Linked DNA regions of Bombyx mori: region 2 is linked to region 1. The links are chromatin contacts, called in public Hi-C maps. All regions are on one chromosome and are shown on one strand. Each heading gives the region's core, a stretch centred on a gene start, on an enhancer-like site or on the middle of the called end of the contact. The rest is flanking DNA. Distances are from core to core; before and after follow the strand shown. Region 1 has its middle 28 kb from the start of LOC134200916. Region 2 has its middle 12 kb from the start of LOC101739441.

Region 1 (3,905 bases), core at 183-2,682:
CACACACACATATGTATATATACTCTTTGTTTATTGTCAAACTTTAGTTAATGCTTAAAGGCTGTGGTCACATTGAAAATAGGTTAATATTGTTTGTATAATATGAGTCGTCTATTATCAAAGGTGGCAATCTGTGCATTTGGACAAAAAAATGTTATTGATATGTCAATACAGATTGATTTGAATATAATCGTCTCCTTCAAAGAATACGGTTCAAAACCTGCATTAAATAAAGGTTAATACTTAGCCTGTTATTTATCTAAGATGTCGTTCAGAAGAGTTTTGTGACTGCCAATGGAATACAAAGTCAATAATTCGTTTTTCTGATTTACCAATAATTGTCCAAAAGTCACATTGCCGCCTTTGATAATAGTCGACTCATATAGTCTTTGACAATATAACCATCATATTGTTCAAACTTATAATTTCAATTAATTATAGTCGAATTTCAACTACTGCGGGACCACTAGTTTAGGTAAATAAGTAAACGGATCATGCCACAGGCTAGAATGTGCGCTATTTATGAGCGGTAATTTTGAAAGATTTTTCCTAAATTACTTTCATGTTACGTCGCAGGTAAAATTTATTGTAATGGAAATTCAAAGGAATATAATTTGGAGACATTGTTAGGCTATTAGTGTGTGTCAGCTGTTTAACATATTATTACGAAAGAAACATGTCATTTTCACGTTTACCCAATACATTTTTAAGGTGTAAGCATAATATATTATTACTAGACTCGTGGAAAAACACAGAGCTATAAGCTGCTAATTTTAGGCGTGATTAGCCAATGTTTTAAACGTATAGTATTTAATCAGACTAAACTTCAAACTAACAATATTTTTGTGTCAGTATTGAGTAGGAATGACGGCTATTTAACATAATATTATATTACCAGTAATAATATATATTTTATTACTGGGACCTCTTGTGAGTCCACACGGGTATGTACCACCGCCCTGCCTATTTCTGCCGTGAGGCAGTAATGCGTTTCGGTTTGAAGGGTGGGATAGCCGTTGTAACTGTACTTGAGACTTTAAAACTTATATCTCAAGGTGGGTGACGCATTTACGTCGTAGATGTCTATGGGCTCCAGTAACCACTTAACACCAGGTGGGCTGTGAGCTCGTACACACATCAAGGCAATAAAACAAAAAAAAACTATATAGTTATGTACACTTACTACCAGAGTGTTAGCTACCGTTTTGAAGCATAAATACGTTTTACGCAGTTGAGCATAATTATTTTCGTTATAATAACTATGTAACTGAAGGCACAATAGCTTAGCGAGAGTGTTTGTCAAGACTGGATACTCCTCCGTGCTGGTTAATTTCCAGAACCGGTTACAAAATTGATGTAAACATCAACTTTCACAGTGGTCCAATCAATTGTGGCGTTCGGGTGTCTCCGGCTAGCCTCGGCTTCGTTCGGCACAGCTGACGGTAGCTGTTGCTATGTGCACTTGTACCGCACTAAAAAGGACACAATATTGATCAGTCCTCTTACAATCATTTATTCTTTTAATTTGATTTTTTTACGCCAACACTATGCTTAGACGATGTTACGGCCGATTTAGTGCTAATTAGGTCAAAAAATTATTACTTCAGTATATTTACAGTATAACTACACCGTTAACGGAACAATGAATCTAAATAAAAAACTTTCATAAAAATCTAAATATTATCACATAGAACATGTAACTTAACGTTAAACGTGTTTCCCAGGACAAAGAAATGTATAAATAGAATTGAAACGTCCAGAAAACTCGCCAGTGCGGGCCGCCGGGCCTACGTGACCAAAGCAGTGTGCAACACAGCCAAACAAAACCTCTTACCTTACGCACACAAGCACACGAGCGCGGTTAAAACTCGCCTCGATTCGAAAACGACTTATCCGACATCGACCTTCACAAAGAAATGTGCACATCCTTCGCTCTTAACATCCTAAGAATAAGGTTGATTATAATTTTGGTATTTCAAAGGCGTTTGTTTTTATTTACTTTACTGTAATTTTAAAATCAAATAAATAGGTAGTAGTACCGTGTGGTTACTGAACATGGTAGTAATTAGGAAAGTATCCACTGTGATTCGTTCACAGAGACAGAATAAAAACAACATAACCATATTAAGTCCAATAAATATGTGTTATCGACGTGTAAGTACACGAAGCGCGTCTTATCGGCATCCGTGATCACTGCCTTTACAACCTTTACGAAAAATACTATGTACCTGCAATCTCGTAATTAACCTGATTAGTTTTTGTAGAATCATATCTATCTCTAGGTAGGTACTAACATAAGTACTTACTTACTTACCTAATTACTGTTTAGTGATTTTTGGTTTTATATTAATGCCTACGTTGCTTCAAAATATGTCAAAGTTTTCTTGGATTACTTTTTAGTGCATAGGTGAATAAGACCGTGGCCAACTCGTTAATAAGCTATAACCGAAGCCCATTGACATCAGATCTTACTCTCGATTTTATAATCGCTGTCTTGCCCTTGAAACCGAAGTGCACTACTGCTTCGCAGCAGAATAAGGCAGAAAGCCTTTGTCTTCCGGGATTCACAATTTTTTAGGAGGGGAGTGTTGTGGTCTCCCAGAGGTCTTTCCAGTTTCACCAGGGCAGGGGATTCACAATACACCCTACAAATGCCCTGGTATAATACCCACGGGAAGAGAAGAGAGAGTGGTGTCCTTTTCATATATGACTGTAGGAAATGAATTTATGGAAGAAGATCTTTGCGAATTAACTACTACTGCTGGTAGTAAAACTATAGAGGAGGTTAAAGACAGCTTGAGACATTAGATTGAAATCTCAATAGAATAACAGACTGAAAACTCGAGATCTCATTTAACAAGCTAGTAAAAAGGAATACCTATTTTATTCTTGAGTAATTAATTACGATCAAAGTGAAATAAAGAGGATCGTACTAATTCATCCAAACTCCCAGTAGTACTAGCGAGTGGTCCATAAAGACAAAAAAAAACGTGTAAAGGCCAAGAATTTTCGATGAATGTCATCGGAGACCGAAAAAAGACGCGACGCCATTTTGAATTTGATTTTGAAACATAAAAAAACACTTAATAATTTTTTTACAAAATTACGTAGCTTTTGTATTTTATCATCCGAATGTGACCTTAAATGTATCAAATTCAGGGGTTGTAAAACATAGGTGAAAGTTCCATCGTCCTAGAAAAAGGTTGTCGCTCTATGCGCGAAGCGCTCAAACACCGGTTGGCAACAGGCGATAGAACTGTAGCATTGCACAGGAATACAGATCTTAAATATGAGTCACCAAGCTCTATAATAGCATACACGATGGTAGGCGATAGAATGAAAACAGTACATAGAAACATCGACCTTAAACCGTCGCGGTAAGTTCCATAATAGACAAATTCATTTATTGTTATTGATCGCGAAAAAGTAACGCACTTACTAAACTATAGATGCTATTTCAATAATTGGTTCGGGTTTTTAGTGAGCTGTATTTCGTACGTGGTAAAGTTGAAATTCAAATGATGGTTTTCATTAATTTTTTTGCTCGATCCCACCACAGACCGTTCTTTGTGATGACACAACAAAGAAATTGCTAAAAAATTGATGGGCTACCATGTTAACTGATGTGTTAATTGGATTTTAATTGTGTGTGCACAGTTGTTAGCAGATTCACATTTTGTTTTGATGCTCTATTTGGACATACGTGCTCAAGGCTCGCTTGCTGTTAAGTGGCCACGGAAGTCCACAGACATCGCCATTGTGAAAGCCGTCCCGAAATTTGCGACATAGAATACTTAAAATCGTTTCACTGTTTTGAGTTTACAAGTAAAACTTACAATACGAAGTGCTCACGAGTGTTCACTGATACTTAACTTTTGCACTTACTTAATGGTACCTATTTAGAG
Region 2 (4,323 bases), core at 1,085-3,584, 79 kb before region 1:
AAATCTGTGTTTCTACCGTCAAGCTCTCATTGATGAATGGGTTAGTAATTATAATATAACAGAGTCGTCAACCTCATGGCCAGTCCAGTACTTAACCACTTAACACCAGGTTGCCCATTTGTAGCTCTATAAAAAATTAACGTAAATATGTGTCGACAGAATCTTGTAAAATGTTGATGTATATGATAATATAATATATAATATAATGAACAAAAATATAGTTGGTAGATAAAACTCAATGAGCTTACAGTGGCTCGTGCGTGTAATCATTGTGCAACGGCCGCAGGTTCGAGTCCGGACAGGTTCGAACGCGTTCGAAGTTCGAACATGTCCCGACCGATATCAAGCCAACGGCGCGCGGAGTTATTCACCTCCTTCCACCTTCTATAAACTTTTTTTTTATATTTCTATAACTAATGGAACTTAGGCTTAGCTTTTTTTTTTACTGGTGTTAGGATTTCTTGTGAGTCCGCACGGGTAGGTTCCACCGTCCAGCCTATTTCTGCCGTGAAGCAGTAATGCGTTTCGGTTTGAAGGGTGGGGCAGCCGTCGTAACTATACTGAGACCTTAGAACTTATATCTAAAGGTGTGTGGTATATTTACGTTGTAGATGTCTATGGGCTCCAGTAACCACTTAACATCAGGTGGACTGGGTGTAAAAATAAAATAAAAATTACTCGTGGAAATGGTTTTTGCCACGCACCAGCCGATCCTGGAATTAAGAAACCTCCACGGTATTCCCCAAGCGCTATGAAATAACTTTCTTAACGAGGTTTGCAAAGAGTCCTAGGCTAAGCCCTAAGCTCCTGTCAAAGGCAACAAGGTTGTATATTATTAAGTATTTCAGCACTTCCGTCACAAGTAGACTAGTGACGTAAGATTCATGACGAAATCATGTAAAATATCAGAGTTTTTCGGACTTCATCGTCTATCAAAGCAAAACCGTATAATTAATAGAACTACCTACTTCTAATTCAAAGCCATAAAGATGTCAGTGCTATTATCTCTACACGTGGTAGACAGTATAAACTGTGTGACGTCACAGCAGCTGTTACGTGCTCTCGATAGTAAAGTTACTACGTGACTCAGTGATAACAGAATATTGAGAGAGAAAAAAACAAGTAAGCAAAACTCCGAGATCATTCGCGAAATTTATAGAAACATGCTGTTAAAAAAACCGGTCTAATTTGTTAACTGGTGATAAATATTGGTGGTTCACGTGAACGGTGCTGGGTGAGGCGGTCGAGGATATATAATGAGATTTCGACCTCATGTATCACATGTAGCTGGTCAGGTCATGCTGCCGGGATACACATTGAAGTATTTACGGGCGAGGGAACCATTCAACACCAAGCCCACTGAGTTTCTAGCCGGATCTTCTCAGTGGGTCGCGTTACCGATCTGGTGGTAGATTCTGCGAAGCACTGCTCTTGCTAGGGTCAATGTTAGCAACGTCCTCAGCTACATGTTAGGGCGAAGCTGAAGTAGCCTCTCAAGGCTATCATAGGCAGGAAATAAAAACAAAAAAAAAACAACACCAGTCCGTCCTTAATTCAATCTAATGATAGAAAAATGTACTACCTACATCATGACAAGATTCAATGGTCTCAGTGGCAGTAGGGCGTATTCTTAGCTTACACAAGTACCGCCATCCTGCCTACTTCTGATGCGGAGCAATCTTCCCTTTTATTTTGGAGTAGAACAGCCACTATAGACTATAGCTGAAACCTTAATCTCCTATGTTTATGTCAGTAAGCGAATCTTCTCAGTGGGTCGCGTTTCCGATTCGGTGGTAGATTCTGCGAAGCACGGCTCTTGCAAGTGCCAGTGTTAGCAGCACTCCGGTTTGAGCCCCGTGAGCTCACCTATACGTCAAGGAGAAACTAAAATAGCCTCTCAAGGCTATCAGTATGGGTAGGGGAAAAAATGGTCAAAAATATGCAGAATCACGCGGTTCCCTCATTAGAGCATATTACAGAATAACTTTATGCATGTTATAAGCATGTTACGTGAAATGTATTTTCGGGTGCACACCCTTCAAAAGCCCGCTGTTATTTCTGATGGGTGCGCAGACAAAGTCGTGCCACGCCCTGTACCAGGCGTTCGCGTTCATAAAATTATCGCTTTAGCACTGCCTTGCTTTAGAACGAAAAAGCTAGATTACGCCGCGCGCCGAGCTAGGTAGCGAAGTTTTATTGCACAATCATTTCGTTTCTTGTAATTTTGATCGCTCCGTTAAAATTATACTCGATTTCACAATTTCATCATTGCTGCATTGTCATACACATAGCAACGTGTGAGTACTGACTCAACCGACGTCACGGCGCACAGTTCAGACGCGACAGTAAGACAACGTATTCAATTCATAATGAAATGCTAACTAGAACGGTTTGTACGGATCTGTTGAAACCGACTTAAGTTATTCGCGTGTTATTTACTCTGAGTCGGTGTGATCTAATAAACAACCGGTCGAATGATCGCTATAGTAGCTTCCGCTGATGTCAACCGTACCTAGGTGTCTGTCATGTCAACAGAATCGCTATTTAAAATTAAAAAAACGATTTCGTAAATTTTTATTTGATTTCTAAGCATGCCTAACACTAGGGAATACTGCATTACCGTAATTTAGCTTAGTTCTTATTTTGGAGTGGTGGTATTTCTGGTTGTACGAAGTCCTTTCCAGTTGCACCACTGCTTGCTTGCCACGGCTTGCTAACAACTGTTTGAACAGCTAACAGCGTAGACGAGTAATATTTACTACCGGTGTGCTCAGTGCGAGTTTTTTAACGTTCTCGATAGCGTAAAAGTTAATTCAAATTTTTGTGCAGTTGGATCGTTTGCCTACGTTTGCCGCTAGGGGCGCTGTTCCCACTGCTAACATTAAAATATTCGTACTAAACACACCGGTCACCGTCCTCGTCGAACCTGCAACGAAGGGCTCGACGAGCGAATTAACCCATAGACAAAGCCCACTGAGTTTCTCGCCGGATCTTCAAAGTGGGTCACGTTTCCGATCCGGTGGTGGATTCTGCGAAGCACTGCTCTTGCTAGGGTCAGTGTTAGCAACACTCCGGTTTGAGCCCCGTGAGCTCACCTACAAACGTTAGGGTGAAGCTGAAATAGCCTCTCAAGGCTATCAGCATGGGTAGGAAAAAAAAAAACTAACCACAGAGCGGATCGGAGTCGCGAGCCGTTGCCCAAATCTGATGAAAAACTCAGCTAGTCAAAGTAGCGTTTCGAAACTGACTGAATTTTCATTATCTGAGTGTAGCGGCAAAAATTCACGATAAGCATGTACTGAGCATTAAAAATTAAGTTAAAATAATGTAGGCAATTACTATTCTGATTAATTTTTGTACTCAATTGTGTAACTGTAAGTTATCTGCGCTGTGCCCGTAACCGTATCCCGGGTTCGGTTCCGGAGCGTGTCGGACGTGATGTTTCTCACTTAGCAACAAGCGAGCATTGCGTCAGCCAAACCGCTTATCATCAATGAGTCATGTTTTATATCGCCTTATTGGTACTAAGATTTTTTCAGTATTAGTAATTTATTTTAATCAAAACTATTAGTAATACTTTGTGAGGTTTCCAAGGAAATGTGACACTTTTAATGGGTTTTTTTATAGCCTTGATGGATGGACGAGCTCACGACCCACCTGGCGTTAAGTGGTTACCAGAGCCGAGTCGTAGATGTCTATGGGCTCCAGTAACCACTTAACACCGGGTGGGCTGTGAGCTCCTCCACTATAAGCACTATAAGCACCACCACCAATATAAGCAATAAAAAAAATTGTGTTTCAAAAATCTTTAAATTACAAGGCAAGATGATGAGTAATATCCTAATCCGGGTAGGTACCACCACCCCACCTATATCTGCCGTGAAGCAGTAATGAAGATTTCTTAAGTACTATTTCATAAGAATAATTGGTATCCACCTGCGGGATTCGAACATCGGTGCATCGCTACATACCAATGCACCGGACGTCTTATCCTTTAGGCCACGACGACTTCAATTACTATTTTCGTTGAAGGAGATCATGTCATAGCGCTAATAAAGCACCGTGGCAGGACACGGGTAGGGTATAACTATGAACCTAGGGACTTATAATAGAAAGTGGGGCGTGGCGAGTGGAAATCAGCGAGGGCAGATTTTAATTTAATATGCAATTTCGAAAAGGGCACATGTCGCATATTCTGTCAAATACGTTTTTTTCATATACATGTAGTTTTGAGGCTTACCTACACCCATTTTATAATAATTCCAGTAATTTATTTTCAATTGCTAATTAACACTAAAATATATCTCAAAAGTTTCCGCTTTC

The links. Hi-C and Micro-C count contacts between places; a contact is called where the count stands out from the background.
Region 2: a contact with region 1 is called in a Hi-C map of midgut, with 2.0 times the contacts expected there. The contact joins two enhancer-like sites. A contact is called at or near these places in 2 of 7 Hi-C or Micro-C datasets (midgut and whole pupa).

What each region holds. Positions count from the first base shown.
Region 1 is chr3:740,133-744,037 of ASM3026992v2, reverse strand. No RefSeq gene overlaps it. Among protein-coding and RNA genes, the nearest start is that of LOC134200916, 28 kb to the right of the region's middle. Within about 2 kb of position 1,432, at least 8 of the 8 cell types and tissues checked have open chromatin away from gene starts, as enhancers often do.
Region 2 is chr3:819,987-824,309 of ASM3026992v2, reverse strand. No RefSeq gene overlaps it. Among protein-coding and RNA genes, the nearest start is that of LOC101739441, 12 kb to the left of the region's middle. Within about 2 kb of position 2,334, at least 6 of the 8 cell types and tissues checked have open chromatin away from gene starts, as enhancers often do.